Linked DNA regions of Mus musculus: region 1 is linked to region 2. Evidence: chromatin contacts called from public promoter capture Hi-C data. All regions are on one chromosome and are shown on one strand. The core of a region is the stretch at or near the end of the contact, and the rest is flanking DNA. Distances in the headings are between cores, read along the strand shown.

The links. Promoter capture Hi-C pulls out the DNA fragments that hold promoters and counts their contacts.
Region 1: a contact with region 2 is called in a promoter capture Hi-C map of embryonic stem cells, with 7 read pairs. The contact joins the enhancer-like site here to the promoter of Hdgfl3 in region 2. A contact is called at or near these places in 1 of 39 promoter capture datasets (embryonic stem cells), 1 of 484 Hi-C or Micro-C datasets (embryonic stem cells), 12 of 115 datasets of contacts at active chromatin or transcription factors (T-cell acute lymphoblastic leukemia, embryonic basal ganglia, embryonic forebrain and 7 more) and 1 of 9 other capture datasets (adipose tissue).

The regions. Positions count from the first base shown.
Region 1 is chr7:82,242,023-82,249,789 of GRCm38.p6, reverse strand. All of the region lies in intron 1 of Sh3gl3 (SH3-domain GRB2-like 3), which reads right to left. It overlaps Gm32903 (a long non-coding RNA gene), which reads left to right. Exons shown (of 7, transcript XR_003946814.1): 3 at 199-276; 4 at 3,973-4,058. Among named protein-coding and RNA genes, the nearest start is that of Gm32903, 10 kb to the left of the region's middle. Within about 2 kb of position 1,494, at least 25 of the 459 cell types and tissues checked have an H3K27ac peak or open chromatin away from gene starts, as enhancers often do. A contact at or near this core is called in embryonic stem cells, where this site is marked.
Region 2 is chr7:81,932,457-81,939,694 of GRCm38.p6, reverse strand. It overlaps Hdgfl3 (HDGF like 3), which reads left to right and starts at 5,236. Exons shown (of 6, transcript NM_013886.4): 1 at 5,236-5,756. The coding sequence starts at 5,673.

The DNA of each region.
Region 1 (7,767 bases), core at 245-2,744, 310 kb before region 2:
AGCGAGTTCTGGAGCTTTAAAAAGCTAATGGGTACTTCAAGACATCCCAGGGGCAAGTGGGCTGGGCTTGTTGGCCATGTTTGATGTTTGAGGTAAAGACAACTCTCTGAGGAGCAGTGCTCTGGAGAGAAGCCTCAGGCTCCCCAAAGGGGTTCACTCTCCCTACAGGCTCCTCTGTCTTTTCTTTCTGCCATTTAGCTGCCACGTGCTGCTTCCATCAGCTCAGAGAATACAGCAAGATTCAATTCAGCAGCAACAGGGGAAGATGAGCAAAGGGTGTGTGTGGGCGAGAGGCACCAGCAAGGTGGGGGCTGATGGTCGGGAATAGACCGGGTGAAACTTCTCGGAGTGAGGGTGGAGAAGCAGTGCAGGTACTCCTTCATTCGGGTCAATTTTCTGTCTTGTAACTCAGGGTGGAGCGCGGGAGCAGAAAGCTCCAGTCTGGAATAAGCAGCCATCTCTCCCTCAGCAAGGGAAAAATCAGAGCACACTGTAACCAAGGAAACCAGGTTCTAAGAGGCCAAATTTCTGGGGGGAAAAAAAACAAAAAGCATAAAGAAGTGGCCCTGGCAGGCTGTTCCGTTTTCTCCTGGTGCTTGAGGTAAGTCCTCACTGGTCCAGAGACAAGAATTACAGAACACAGCACAGGGTCAGGGATGAAGGCTAAGGATGTGGGTGGAGATTTTCCCGCTGTCACAGCCATCCAGAGACAAAGACTGGAGCTTAGGATTGTCCATGAGATGCCATAGTAAAGAGGCTGGAAAGTGAGGGTGTGTCTCCTCAAAATTCATACACTGAATCTCTGATGGCCAATGTGTCATACATACTAGAAGTGTCCTACTAAGTCTTGCGGGATGCATGGGTCAAGGTTAGTCCTCTCCTCTCCATCTACAGAAGCACACTGGAGCTGCCCATCTGTGAACCAAGGCAGACCCTGGCCAGAACAGTCCACAGAACTCTGAGAAACAGATGTCTGTTTAAATCGCCCAGTGTTTGGTATTTTTGTTGGAACGTCCCAGGTACTAAGACAATATCCAAATGGCCGAATAAGCATATGAAAATATCTCACCATTATTATTATCGTGGAAATACAAATCAGACCGTGATGCCATACTATACTGCTATCAGAATAACTAAAATCATCTCAAAACATGAATGTTAGTACAAGTGTTTCCCAAGATTGATGGAGCAATTGGAATACACATGTGCTACTCTAGAGTCCACGCTGCCTGAATGGTTTTGGGAAACAGTTTGGCAGCATCTACTGAAGATGAATATAGAAATCACTACGCCCTATGATTCAGAAATTCCCCTCTTAGGTATTCACCAGGCAGAAATTCCTACGAGAGTACACTGAAATTCATATACAAGCAGCATTGTTCAAAACAGCAAAAAACCAGAAACAGTAAACAAGCAAAAGTACAGTTGCTATGTCTGCAACACAACATGCTATAGAAACGAGAAGACACAGTGCCTCGGGCAACGGCAGACCATCTCGGGCAAAAGTCTAATCAAGAGTGCTTATTGTGCTGCCTGGTTTTTATGTCGACTTGACACAAGCTAGGGTCATGTGGGAAGAGGGAATCAATCAAGAAAACGCCTGCATAGTATTGGCCCGTAGGCAAGCCTGAAGTTTGTTTTACTTGATAATTGGTATGGGAAAGCCTGGCTCACTATGGGCAATGCCACCCCTAGGCTGGTGGTCCTGGATGCTACAAGGAATCAGGCTTAGCAAGCCATGGGAGCAAGCCAGTAACCGCACCAGTCCAAGGCTGCATCATCTGCATTTGAATTCCTCCCTTGTTTGATTTCCTTCCCGACTCCCCTCAGTGTTGGAGTGTGATCTACAACTATAAGCTGAAATAAACCCTCTCTTCCCCAAATTGATTTTGATCACGGTGTTTTATCACAGCAATAAAAGCCAGAAATTGGTTCCAAGTCACGAGGTATCACCGTAACAGACATGACCTTGTGTTTTTAGTAACAGACATGACCTTGTGTTTTTAGGTGGGCTGTGGTGGCCTTTGAACTTTGGGCTACAAAGCTGTTAAGTGCTCAGAGCCCTGTGTGATGTTCTGGGTGGGATGCAGGAAGAGAGGAAGGGTGAGAGATGCAGATGTTGGAGGTTTGGCTTGTGACAGTTCACATAGAAGTTTGAGGGTCCCTTAAAGGCTCTATCAGGGCCATTCGATATTTTGAATTCAAAAATCTGTGGTGTCTGGTCACCTGGAACTGAAAAATCTGCTGTGATTAACCAGAGACCAGAACCACTGGAGTAAAACTTTGGCTTTGCTGGGACAACTGATAATGGTCAGCTGGAGCTGAAGAATCTGCTTTGATTAAGGGGCCAGCATCAATGAGTATTTAAAATCCCCTGAGATGTGTGTGCTACATCAGGGTCAGCCCAGAAACTGTAGTCCAGAAAGGGGAGAGGCTGCATCTCATGCTGGCAGGCAGACCTGGTAGTGCAGGAGCCACCCAGGTGGTACGAGTTTTGAATATATGAAGTGGTTATGGAAAAAAAAATCTGAGGGCTGGTACTGTGTGGCATCCTGGAGTCCTTGAAGAGAGGCCATTGGTGAAGGTGAAACCTCAGTTGCAGCAGGAGACCCCAGCATTTTGGATACGCTAATAGCATAGGACAGCAGCAGCCATGGAAGGGTTCCACCCTGAATCTATGAGACAGAGCTTTGAAGGGCAGGCCAGATGAGCACAGCTAGCTACTGGGTCCCCCCAGAGTCCCGGAGTGGGTCCCAGACATCAAACACTGAACTTCTAACACTGTTACGTTTTGGGTTGATTTGACTTGACTGTGACTGTGACCTTGTTCCCTTATGGAGTAAGATGGTGTTTAACTTATGTTTTATAGGAGCCCACAGTTAAGAGACAGACATTTTGCCAAGATTTTGGATACTTTAGAGAAATGAAAGAGACTTTGGATTTTTTTTTTAAAGACTGGACCTTAAAAGAGTTGAAACTGTGGAAATTTCATGCTTCCAAATGTTTCATGCTGTGATACTGATATTAATAAAAAGATTTGGAGTATAAGCAAGAAAAGAGGCTATGACTTAATGATATGTTGCTGTGTTGTTGACACGTGGTCAAGTTTGCTAGCTAGTTGTTATGTCAACCTGACATAAGCTAGGCTCATGTGAGAAGAAAAAAAATCTCACTTAAAAAAAAAAATGCCTCTATAGTATTGGCCTGAAGACAAGCCCCTAAGGCATTATCTTGACTGATAATTGATATTGGAGGGTCCATTCCATTGCAGGTGAACTCCCAGCTGGCCTGGTGGTCCTGGGTGCCATAAGAAAGCAGGTCAGCGCAAGAAATGAGGAGCAAGCCAGTAAGCAGCACTCCTCCATGGTCTCTGCACCAGTCCCTGCCTCCCACCTCCTTGCCCTGCTTTACTTTCTGCCTTGTGGAATTGTAAACGTAAAGCAACACTTTCCTCCTGCAGGCTTGGCTCATGGTGTTAACTTAAACTCTAAGACCGTGACTCTTATGCTCTGTGAATCTAATGACATAAAGTCCAGAAATAAAGGAGAACATGCTATGTTATTCTAGTCACGTAAGTCAAAAGTAGAATACACTAAATCTACAGGGCTGGAGAGGTGGCTCAGAGGTTGAGGCACTAGCTGCTCTTGCAGAGGGCCTGGGTTTGATTTCCAGACCCTGCATAGTAGCTTACTATCACCTCTACCTCTAGTTCCAGGGGATCTAACACCACCTCTAGTCTTCCAGAGTACTGAGCTTGCATATGGTACAGATGCACAAATGCAAGCAAACCAATCAAGCCATAAAATCTTTAATAGAATATACTAAAATGTAGTGGTCGAAATAAATGTTGCTATGGCCTTAAGGGAGCCTTCTTGGTGCTGGTATTACTTACATCTTTGTATGTACATGCGTGTGGCAGTCACAGGCCAATGACAAGGGTCTTCTTCAATCACTTTCCTCGTTATTTCTTAGACGAGGCCTCTCCCAGGATCTGGATGTTTCTGCTGGCAAGCCCCAGGGACCCTCCTTGTTTCACCTCCCCAGGACTGAGGTTATAGGTATGTGCCACCAAGCTGAGTTTTATGTGGATGCCAGGGAGCTGAAATCGGGTCTTCCTCCTTGCATGGCTCCAGCTGCTTCATATCCCTAACCCTTAATACCTATACCGTGAACAGGTTACATGGACATGTCATTCATTCAAATATATCAGGATATATATTAATAGATGCCACTCACTCCCTGTGGGCATGTAAATACGCCTGCCTATCTCTCGATGCAATTCAGCACTCAATGGTTTTAACATTTACATACAATGTATTCTTTCTGATTTATTTGTCTAGAGCAATGGCTCTCAACCTGTGGGTTGCAACCCTTATAGGGGTTGCATAGCAAATATCCTGCATATCAGTTATTTATATTGTGATTCATAACAGTAGCAAAATTACACTTATGAAGTAGAAACAAAATAATTTTATGGTTGGGGGGGTCACCCCAACTGTATTAAAGGGTCACAACTGTATTAAAGGTTGAGAATCACTGGTCTAGACCTGTATAAAACAAGCAATGGTGGTCCGAATCTTCCTACCATCTCAACAGTAGACATGAGACATTGCCTGACAATCCAGAGTGGGTCATCTATGATCAGCAGACTCATACTAGCACAATAAGGACTTTCATCTTTTCTAAGAAAAAGAAATCTCAGGGGCTGTAATGCCTCTGCTGTGTACCCTGAGCCATGATGCCTGCTTTGGGCTTCGTCACCATCACAGCAGGACAAGAGAAAAGAAGCAACCCTGCCACGAGTAAAGGAACTGCAGATAGCAAGTAAACACCACACAAACCAGCCAAGCTGGTGGACAGCCTCCATCCTTCTCAGCTCCACCAGGTGTCTTTAAATAAATGTCTTATATGTGGAGGCAGCGGACACACCCATAACAGGGCTGGAAACCAGGAAAGGTGCCAGCAGCAATCCAGGAAAGGTGTGAGCTTCCTAGAAGATGGAAAGCAGATGGGATCAGAGAGGGGAGAAAATTATCACCAATATAGAAGTGGTAGAAAACTGCTCCCTAGATCAAAGCAAATACAGGGGAATTCCAAGCCTAAATTATGTAAACATCAAAAGAACAGGAGTGATCCCCAAAGCACAATATGGGCATCATTTTAAAAAAATCACATGTGGGCTGAAGAGATAGCTCCGTGTTTAAACCACCCGCTGTACAAACCTGACAATCTGAGTTCAGATCCCACAACCATGTATAAGCCAAAAACAGTAGAGCAAGAGTCTAACCGCGCACACCCCCCACCAGGAGATGGGAGGCAGAGACAAGAGAATAACTGGAAGTGTGCAGGCCCGCCAGGCTGTGAACACAACAATTAACAAGTGAGACACTGTATCAAACAAGGAGGAAGGCGAGGTCCAGCACTGAGCAATGGCACATGCACGGAGCACTCCTGTGAACACACATACATGCACACACACCACCACACACACATACACACACGTATAGGCACATGCAAACAGATCAATAAATGAAAGAAGGACAAAGGGACTGATTACCCACTCCCATTCTGTTAACCACATCTCTACTACATCCAGAGGCAAATTCTGCAGTTACAGCATCTGGGTTCTACTCCCTGCTCCACTGACAAACAGAGATCTGAGTCTGGGGAAATTATCAAAGCGCTCTGCATCTTCAGTTCCTGATGTGCAAACTGGCGACAGCAGTTCCCACTTCGAGTACGGGAAGTACAGACCAGTGTCTCACACCAAACAACAGACACCATCAGATCCATCAAGCAGCCGACCTCTGGGAGTGCTTGTGGGAGCTTGCAGCCTGCACTCATGTCTGGGTGGACTCCCCTTGTGATGAGTGGGCCTAGAGTAAGATCAGGATCAGAGAGAAGCTTCAGGTTTCTCCAAACATTCCAACAGGAGAAAACTCTGCTGTCCCCCAAGAGGAAAGTGCTGCAGTCCCAGAGTGAAGCCTTTCTTGGTGGCTTCCTGCTGCTCCCACTGATCCAGTCACCACACATACCCAAGGTCAAGAAAAAACACACCTAGGCAAAAGACAAAACCTGCCCCAGCCACCCACACATCTATCTCAGCAGAGCCCTCCAGTCTAATGGCAACCTGAAATCCCAGAAATCTGAAGGAAACCAGGTAAAAGAAAAAAGTATCCACAAGGAAGCTTAGGCTCAGTGGTTCTCAACCTTCCTAGTGCTGTGCCCCCTTAATACAGTTCCTCCCCGGGCTGTGGTGAGCCCAGCCATAAAACTGTTTATGTTGCTACTTCATAACTGTAATCTTGCTATTGTTATAAATCATGATGTAAATATCTGTCTTTTCCAATGACCTTAGGTGACCCCTGTGAAAGGGTCATTTGACACTCCCCCAAAGAGGTCACAACCCAGATTGAGAACCGCTGCTTAGGACTTTCCAGAAAAAAACAGCTGACTAAGGCACGGAGGCTTGTGGGATAGAAGACCTTGCCAGGAAACTTGGTAAGGTAGAGGGGGTCTGAGTCCCTGGAAACTCAGGTACACACCTGAGATGGTAGGCGGCTCCCAGCTCCCTGCCAGACTCCTGGCCTGGAAAGGTGTGTGCCACACTCCCCCTGTCTGTCATATAGCCCCAAACAGAGTTCTCCATGCTAATGAGGTACCTAGAGGCCCTGAGAGTTTAGCCAATAAGCTTCCCTTTCCAGACATCCTCCTTCCTGCAAAAGGTATTTAATCTCTGGTTCACCCTGAGAAGTGGGTACGCATCCATTTTCCTGATGAACAACCAGTAAACAGTTTGGAACTAAGGACTGTCTCTTTCATCTACCACCGCCAAGGGGTAGCATGGAGAAGACCTTTGCCTACAGAGATGCTGCCTAACACTCCCATAGAAGGCCTCTCTGCCCTTCCAGACTAGACCCGGCCCCCATACTGAGCCCTCAGGCCCCCAACAGTCCCGGCCGTGGACCCCTGACACTTTGCTCCCGATGGCTCTGTGTGGTTTTCTAGTGGTAACTAGATGCTTGGGTGTCAGGGAATATCAGGTTCAGGTTCCCACATCTCAGACTGTGTTCTCGTTTTCTCTCTCTCTCTCTCTCTCTCTCTCTCTCTCTCTCTCTCACACACACACACACACACACACACACACACACACACACACACACACACACACACACACACGGGAGCCGTGTCTCTGCACTTCCCTCTGCACTTCCCTGAAGCCCAGAACCTCAGGACAGTTTGGGATTTTTAGGTGAACTAAAAATATAAGTGACAAAGCTTAAGTCACTGTTCCTTAGGAAGATACTGAAGGAACCAGCCCAGCGGACCACCAAGAGATGAGAAGCGGAAAGAAGTCTGGCTTCAGCCCCTCTGCTGAGGCTGCTCTGAACCATGCATCCAGTCCCTGACTGTCTTGCCTGACACCAAGTGAGGTTGTCCTCAGGCCTGGTGTGGGCTTATTTCCGGAAGGGATTCTAAGTTCACTGGAAGTCAGATGACATTGAGGGAGTCAATTCTCGCCTTCCAGTGAATTCTAGGGATGGAACCTGAGTTGTCACAACTGTGCGGTGAGGGTGCTTCCCTGCTGAGCCAGCTCCATGGCCCCAAGAACCTTCATTTTATATAAAAATGCACATTAGCCAGTCTTTGACATAGGTAGCTCCTTTAACATAGACAGTGTTTTATAGATTTGAGATAATACTGAAAACTAGGAAATGTGAAATATTAACACTGGCTTAGCTATATGCTAGGCAAAGCCCCTCTATT
Region 2 (7,238 bases), core at 3,987-6,486:
TATTTCTCCTTTATTTGAAAGCTAACTTGATTTAGAATTTTAGGCTGCTACTTATTTCTGCTGATAAATCAGCACTTTGTCTTGTGCTGTATCTCTGAAGATAATGAGGCTTTGCACATCTTTTTTGTGTAGACACATCTTGCCTATGTGTCCCAATGATCTTATGATAAGATTAAGCTGTCATCATGATTGGCATACAAAATACTTTTTAATCCATGTGTTTGTTACTAAGTATTTTTAGGCTGCTATAACAGAGGACTCTCAAAGGCAGCTGAAAAAGCCACTGAAAAGCTAACTCCTGTTTATACAAGGAACCAATATGGCTTTACCCACATGGCTGGCAACTCAAATGTGGAGACAGAGATGGCTTCTTCAGGCTTCTTTCTCCTCACTTTCTATCACTTTGTCTTTTCGGTATCTTACCCATCATCTATCTATTCTGCTTTCCTTTCTACTGCTGTGATAGAACACTATGACTAAAAGCAACATTTCTTGGGCTTACACTTTCAGGTCACTGTCCATCACTAAGGTCACGGCAAGAACTCAAGCAAGAATTTGAAGCAGAGCCCATGGAGAAATGCTGCTTGCAGGCTTAATGGCAGTCTCATGCTTACATAGCTCTCTTACATGTCCCAGAGCCATCGGCCCCGGAAATGCTGCCACCAATAATGTGCTTCCCACCACCACATCATAATCAAGACAACCCCCCACAGACACACACATGCCCACAGGCCAGTCTGATCTTGCAGTCCATCAATTCAGACTCCTTTCTCAGGTGACTGGCTAGGCTGTGTCAAGTTGACAGTGAAAGCTAACTAGGCCACCATCTCTCTCCATATGCCCTTTCCACAGCATCAAAATTTTCCTAATTCTTGACATGGTGTTGGGACTCTAAGAGAATAAAAGTGAAAGCACTATGCCTCTGGATGTCTGATCCTGGAACGATCAAAACATCATTTCCTCTACACCCTTCACTCCACATCCCCTTGTGATACCCAGAATCTCAGCCTCTGCCCGCAGACTCCTGTACCACTACTTTCGTGGCTTTGCATCTGGCACCATCACTCTTTGCTCTCTGTGGTCCTAGGTCTCTAGAATATGACTGGTACACACCAGCATTCAACAACTATTCACTGAAAAGATGAAGGAATGGATGCTAATATTGATCCAATGCTTTCTTCATAACCATGCATATTAACATTAGAACAATGCTAGCAAAAATGATAGGCAATTTTGCAGAGTCTTTGAGTGTTTAATGTATTCTACATCCTGAATCTCTCCTTCCCAAGTAGCAACTAATTTATTAAACTTATCCACTTTCTTCTTCAGTCTGGAACAGGACGGTGAAGGAGTAAGAGTGGAAATGACCTTGGTTTTAAGCTGTGTCTCAGAGTTTCCAAGACCTGCAACAATCTCGGGCAGTCCATGCAGCGTCTTCAGAGGCTTTTACTATGTCCTAGATTATTATGAGAGCATCCTCTGCTTATCTGCTTGGTCGCCTCAGTGTGGTTTCTTATGTTACCCACCCCTACTCCAATGCTCAGATGCTAATACTGCCAGCCCCTAACCTCTCCCCATCCTAGCCCACGTAGGCTTTTCAGGGCCTTCCGTCCATTTAACACTGCTTCCAATTCACACTTGATGAGGGGGTTCTCTCAGGCAGTTTGCTATGACTTTCAAGATGTCAGTGTGGACAAGCCAATTATTTCTGAAGGAGGATAAGACCTGGGGATGAGTGGCAGACATTTAAGAGATGCTTCAAGTAGCAAAATCAGTGGAAATGGCCTGATGCACTGTGCGTGTTGGATTAGGCTCAGCTTTCCCAGACTCCCTTTCCAGTCCATGTTAACAATTAAAGAGCAGTTACTGTGTGCTCAGCACTGTCTAAATTTTATTTATATATACATATGTCATTATATTTATATACAAATATATACATAAATATATAGTAATATATACAATTTATATATGCGACACATAATATTATATATGTTATATAATTATAAAATGTGTAATATATAATTACATTTATATAATTTTATATAATTATCTCTATATATTCTACTTCACACATAATTTCAGGCAAAGAAATAGATTTCTGGCGATTGGAATGGGCAAATTTAAGGGCAGGATGCGAAGGAACTACTGGAACTTTACTGGATGCTAGCTTAAGATATGAAGGAGAAGGTAAAAGCAGGATCAGCTCCAAATACATGGATGGAGATGAATGAAATAAAGATTTGCGAAAGTAAATCATGGAGCCAGAGGCAGAGAAATTATTAGCCCAGGGGATTTAAGAATACTAAATTTAAAAGTAATCAAAGAATATAGATAGTATTACATTTTTAAATGGATTTCCCTCCAAGTTTTAGAAATAAAATTAATATTTTTTGTTTTTGTTTTTTTAGATATGGTCTCATATAACCCAGATTGGATGCACACTCATTTTGTACCTGAGCTGGCTTTAAAGTTTTGACTCTCCTGCCTCTGCCTCTCAAGTGCTAATGTAACAAACAGACCAACTTCTGGGACCACACAGAATAAATAAATACATCAGGTTTTTTTGTATGGTCCTAATGATACCTCTAAAGGGTTTCATATTATCTGCTAGATAGTTGAATAGAGCATTGTTCTGGAGTTTCCACAGCATCAGTCCTTTGGAGAAACCAGTCAGAGCTTCAGCAGGACAGTGGTCTGCATCCAACCTGGCTGCAGACAGACAGACAGGCTCTTAGCCAGGCGTGCGGTGGCCCTGATGATCATCCAAATCAACACAGATGGGGATTCCCTGTTTCTGTGTTACTAAGTCTGGCTGGGTTAGGGCACAAGAGTTGGGCCAATACTATGCGCTGAGCAGTAAGGCCAAGCTCAATTGGAAACAAGAGACGAAGGTTGGGAGAAATGTCCACCTTCTCAGAATAACCCAAGTCCTGTCAATGGTCCCCTTTAGCCTCCCTCTGACAGTCTGGCTAGCTCTTTCCCCTTTCTACAAATAACGAAGCCACACTAAACCTTAGCCCTCTCCCTGCCTCCTCGAGGACTTCTCTCCGCTGGTGAGAATGAGAGCCGTCTGCACTTCCTGCTTCCACAGTTGTGCCTCTGACGCACCTCAAGTCTCCGCTCTGGTTTCTTTCCACAACTCTTCATTCCCAACAAGCTCACCAGGGACTTCCCAGTCAGCATAATGAATGGGCCGTCTCCTTAACAGCTCACTCATTCTCTGTGCCATCTACTGAGACCTTTCCTTTCATCTAGAGATGCTCTAACTCTCTGGCTCCCAGGACGGTTCTCCTCTATGTTGAACTACACTGGTGACCTGTCTCCAAGTGTCTTCTGGTGACCTGTCTGTCGCTTCTCTCATTCTACAGACCTCGGGCTCTGCCAGAGCTTCAATAGCCACTCGTATACTGACATCATTCAAATTTCTACATTAACCAACAGCCCACTAAATATGACCTACAGAAATCTCAACACATCAAAAACTCACTCAGGGCCAGGCCCTATCTTGCAAACCTGCCTGTTCTTCACAGACTGCCTGGCCTTTCCAGATGCTAAAGATCCCGTTACTTAATCTGGAAACAAAGGAACCATATTTTAGTCACCATTCTTCCTACTACTTGCCACTTGTGAGTTAGCAAGATGGCTGAGACCACGTCTTCTCTCTCTTAGTGAAAACCCCGCTCCAGCCCCGCACCCTCAGATCAACCTCTCTTCTGGCCACCTGAGTACTCTTTAACACAATTATGATCACTTCCAGCTTAACTTCCTTGCATGGCTTCCACACTGATTCTCTCCCCTACTCATGACCGCCCAGAGCCCACAGGCAGCCTCGGCCATTCCAGCTTTGGACAGTTAGGGCTCTGGTGGCCTGTCAAGAGATGCGGCTTTGACATGGCACCTAGGATGTGTGTGATATGACTTGTAGACGTGACAAGCTCGTTCTCGGGCTATCACAGCCGGGGGAAAAAACCTAGACTAATTTTGCAGCGCAAGAGAGGACAAGGTGAGCCTATAGGGAAGGTGAGGGGTGGGTGCTGGAGAATTAAGAGATGCAAAAAAAGAAACAGCCAAGTACTGTGAACAAAGTAAACGCTCCTCGGAATGTCTCCAGACTCTACAGCCGGCCACTGGAAACCCATCACGGAGAGGCTGCGGTAAGCACAGCTCTCAAGCACAAGTGAGTGGGGCAGATGCTTGGAAAACCCACTTTCTACAGAGGGGAGAAATGGCAAAGAGGGCAATTCACAAAGGAGAGCTGTCTTCCCAACTAGGTGCAGCACCAGAGGACCTTTTAAAGAAGGCAAGATCACAGGGATCTTCCACAGGGCGCATTCATCCATTCATCGAGCAGATGCAGAAAAGAGTGAATTATTTTATTTACCTCTCACAAAGGAGAATGCTATAAAGATTCTCACTCCCAAAATGTCTTTTTGAAAGCAGTCAGCTGAAATCCAAATAAAACAATGGTGAATGCACACGTTTGTCGTAGACTTACTAACCTGTATAAAGAAATCTCTAGAAGCTGCTCTCCAGTATGTTACCAGAATTGAAAACAACTGATTTGACTTGTCAGGGTAAGTCCTTTGCCCCAAAATTATTGGCCCATGAAGGCCCCACACAGAGAAGCATAACTTAGGCTATGGGCACTGAACCATATAGATCCATGTTCAAAGCCCGACTGTGCCATCCTGTCGGTGAGGACTGGCCTTGACTCCAGTGAAGTCGCTTGCCCTAGGTGGGTCACACTGCATCATTAAGGCAGACCTGGGGCAAGAACCTTGCCCTTGTTCTTTCCAGGTACCTACTGACCAGGCAGCGAGTCCCCTGCGCAGCTATCCCCCATGCCTGGGAAGCCTTTGTCCCCCCTCTCCCCCAACTCACCAGAGAGCACCCGAGGAAGTGGCCCACGGGTAGGGGGCAGTCAGAAAGGGGGTGCAGTCCGCAGGGGGTGGGCGCGAGCAGGAGGGGAAAGAGGGGCGGCCGGGTGGTGATTGGCTGGGCTTCACCAGGCAGCTCCCGGCCAAGAACAAAAGAGAGCAGGCGGCGGGCGTCTTTGGAGTAGGCGCTCCCACCCGCGGGGCACCGGCTTCGCTGCTGCGGGAGGACGCGCCCACCAGCAGCCCGCGGAGCAAGCCAGGCGGCGCGCGCGGTTTCTCCGAGAAAGCCGGCCGTGCACCTAGGAATTAACCGGCCGGCGCGCGAGGGGAGGGAAGCGGGGCGGGCGAGGGGTGGAGGGGGGGAATGCTGAGCGCGCGCGAGAACAATAATAAGATCGTGTTTGCGGTCGCTGCCCGAGGAGGAATTCGGAGGAGGCGCGAGGCCCGGAGCTCGCACGGAACCCAGAAGCTCGGCGGGGAGGCGGCGGCTGCATGAGGCTGGCGACGCGGCTCCTGTGAGCAGCGCGCGGCGGTAGCGGCGGCGTCGGGACTCGGCGCGGCCGGACGCGGGCTCCCATCCCCCGCAGCCGGGCGGGGATCTGCGGGGCCTGCGGTGCCCCCCGCCCACCGCTCGCCTCGGCCACTGCCTCGCCGCTCTCCCTCGTCGGAGCGGCCGCTCGAGCGTTCGGCTCGAGGCCCCGCGGGGAGCGCGGCGCGGTTCCGTCGTCCCGCGGAGGGGCGGCCTCCCAGCATCTTCGCGGCGGCCAAGGACCGGCGAGCAGGAGAACGACCGGGATGGCGCGTCCGCGGCCCCGCGAGTACAAAGCGGGAGACCTGGTCTTCGCCAAGATGAAGGGCTACCCGCACTGGCCCGCCCGGGTGAGTACGGCGGCCGCGCGCGCGGGCCCGCCCGCCCACCATTTTCCCTTCATGATGGCGCGCCCGCCCCCTTTCCCCATCACCTCGGCTCGAGCCCGCCTCGCGCCTGGCCGCCGCCTGGGCTGAACCGCGAGCTGTGCTGCGCACCGGGCTCCGGGCCGAGGCGAAGGTTCCGGGCTGCGCCCTCGCCGGCTCGGCGGCCATCCTGACGCCCACGTTCGAAGGCGGGTTCGACCGGACAGGCCCGACGTCGCCTTCCTCATGGAAGCCGGCGGGGACCGGGAAGCGGGTCCGGGGTGGAGGCGCCGGCTGGCTCCCAGCATGGTCCTGAGTAGACGCCCTGATCCGGGCGAACGTCGAGGCAGGTAGGAGAGCGAAAGGCTGTCCCCCAGCCGGCGAGAGCCGGTGACGGTCAGTCCTGGGAAAGGGGATGGTCGTGCAGAGGCCAGCGGCAGTCTCATGGTAGCAATCTTCGATCTCAGAGCATCCTTCATCTTCCAGACTTGTTGAGTGTTTCCTGGGCGCGATCCCCTGTGCCTCACCTGCCCTCTCATTGTCCATTGCCTCCCTGGTGCCCTGGTTCTTAGAAACTGACACCAAATAGCCTGTCACTGGCTGGTGAATTCAAGGAGCTTCCTTGTGCCTTTTCACCTCCATATTTGTTTTAGGTCGGTTCCCGAACCTTATTCTTGGCCTCGAACCAAACCCACGACAGCTCTCTTCTTCCTAAACAGCAAGACTGTCGCTAGGTTTTCTCTAGAAAGCATCTGCATTTAATACACAGCATTCAGTATTTTTATTCCGATCCTTACTGAGGAAGAAGCACTACCGCGTCTGTGCGCACCTTATGTTGAAAAAAAAAAACAATCACTTTCACCTTCAATTTGTTTAAATTTAATAGCTGGCGGTTGACTGACTGAAAAGAATACAGTTAAAAGATAGTTAAAGCAGTTTGGAGACAATGCTGGGTATTCTTGAGGAACAAAAATAGTCAAGGGAGAAGCTGACAGAAATTGGGAGCTTGGGAGCGTGAACTCGTGTTGTGTGGTGATAAAGTGAAGGTAACAAGACCAAGGGGAAAGTACACCCATTCACACAAGGAAGTGACATCAAGAGGGGCAGGCTGAAGATCAGTGTAGTTGAGGTAATGGATAGACATAATCATTTTGAACTCGTTTGTTTTGGCATGATTTTAAAATGGAAAGGACACTGGGCCAGGAACTTAGGGGATCTGGAGAGTGGGTCAGGCACTGTTAGGAACTAATCATTTTAACTGCCTGCACTTCCATTTCTGTAACTTTAGAATAACCATCTCCAGGATTCCTTCCAACACTAACAACCTCAGGCATCAAGAGGAAAAAAACAGTCTTACTCAGATTCCACTCGGATGTGATAAATTCTTCATGTATAAACTCTAAGACCTGGAATAAGGCAGAGTTTCAACGTCGAAGTACTGGTTGTCATTGTTTTGTTATTTGTTTG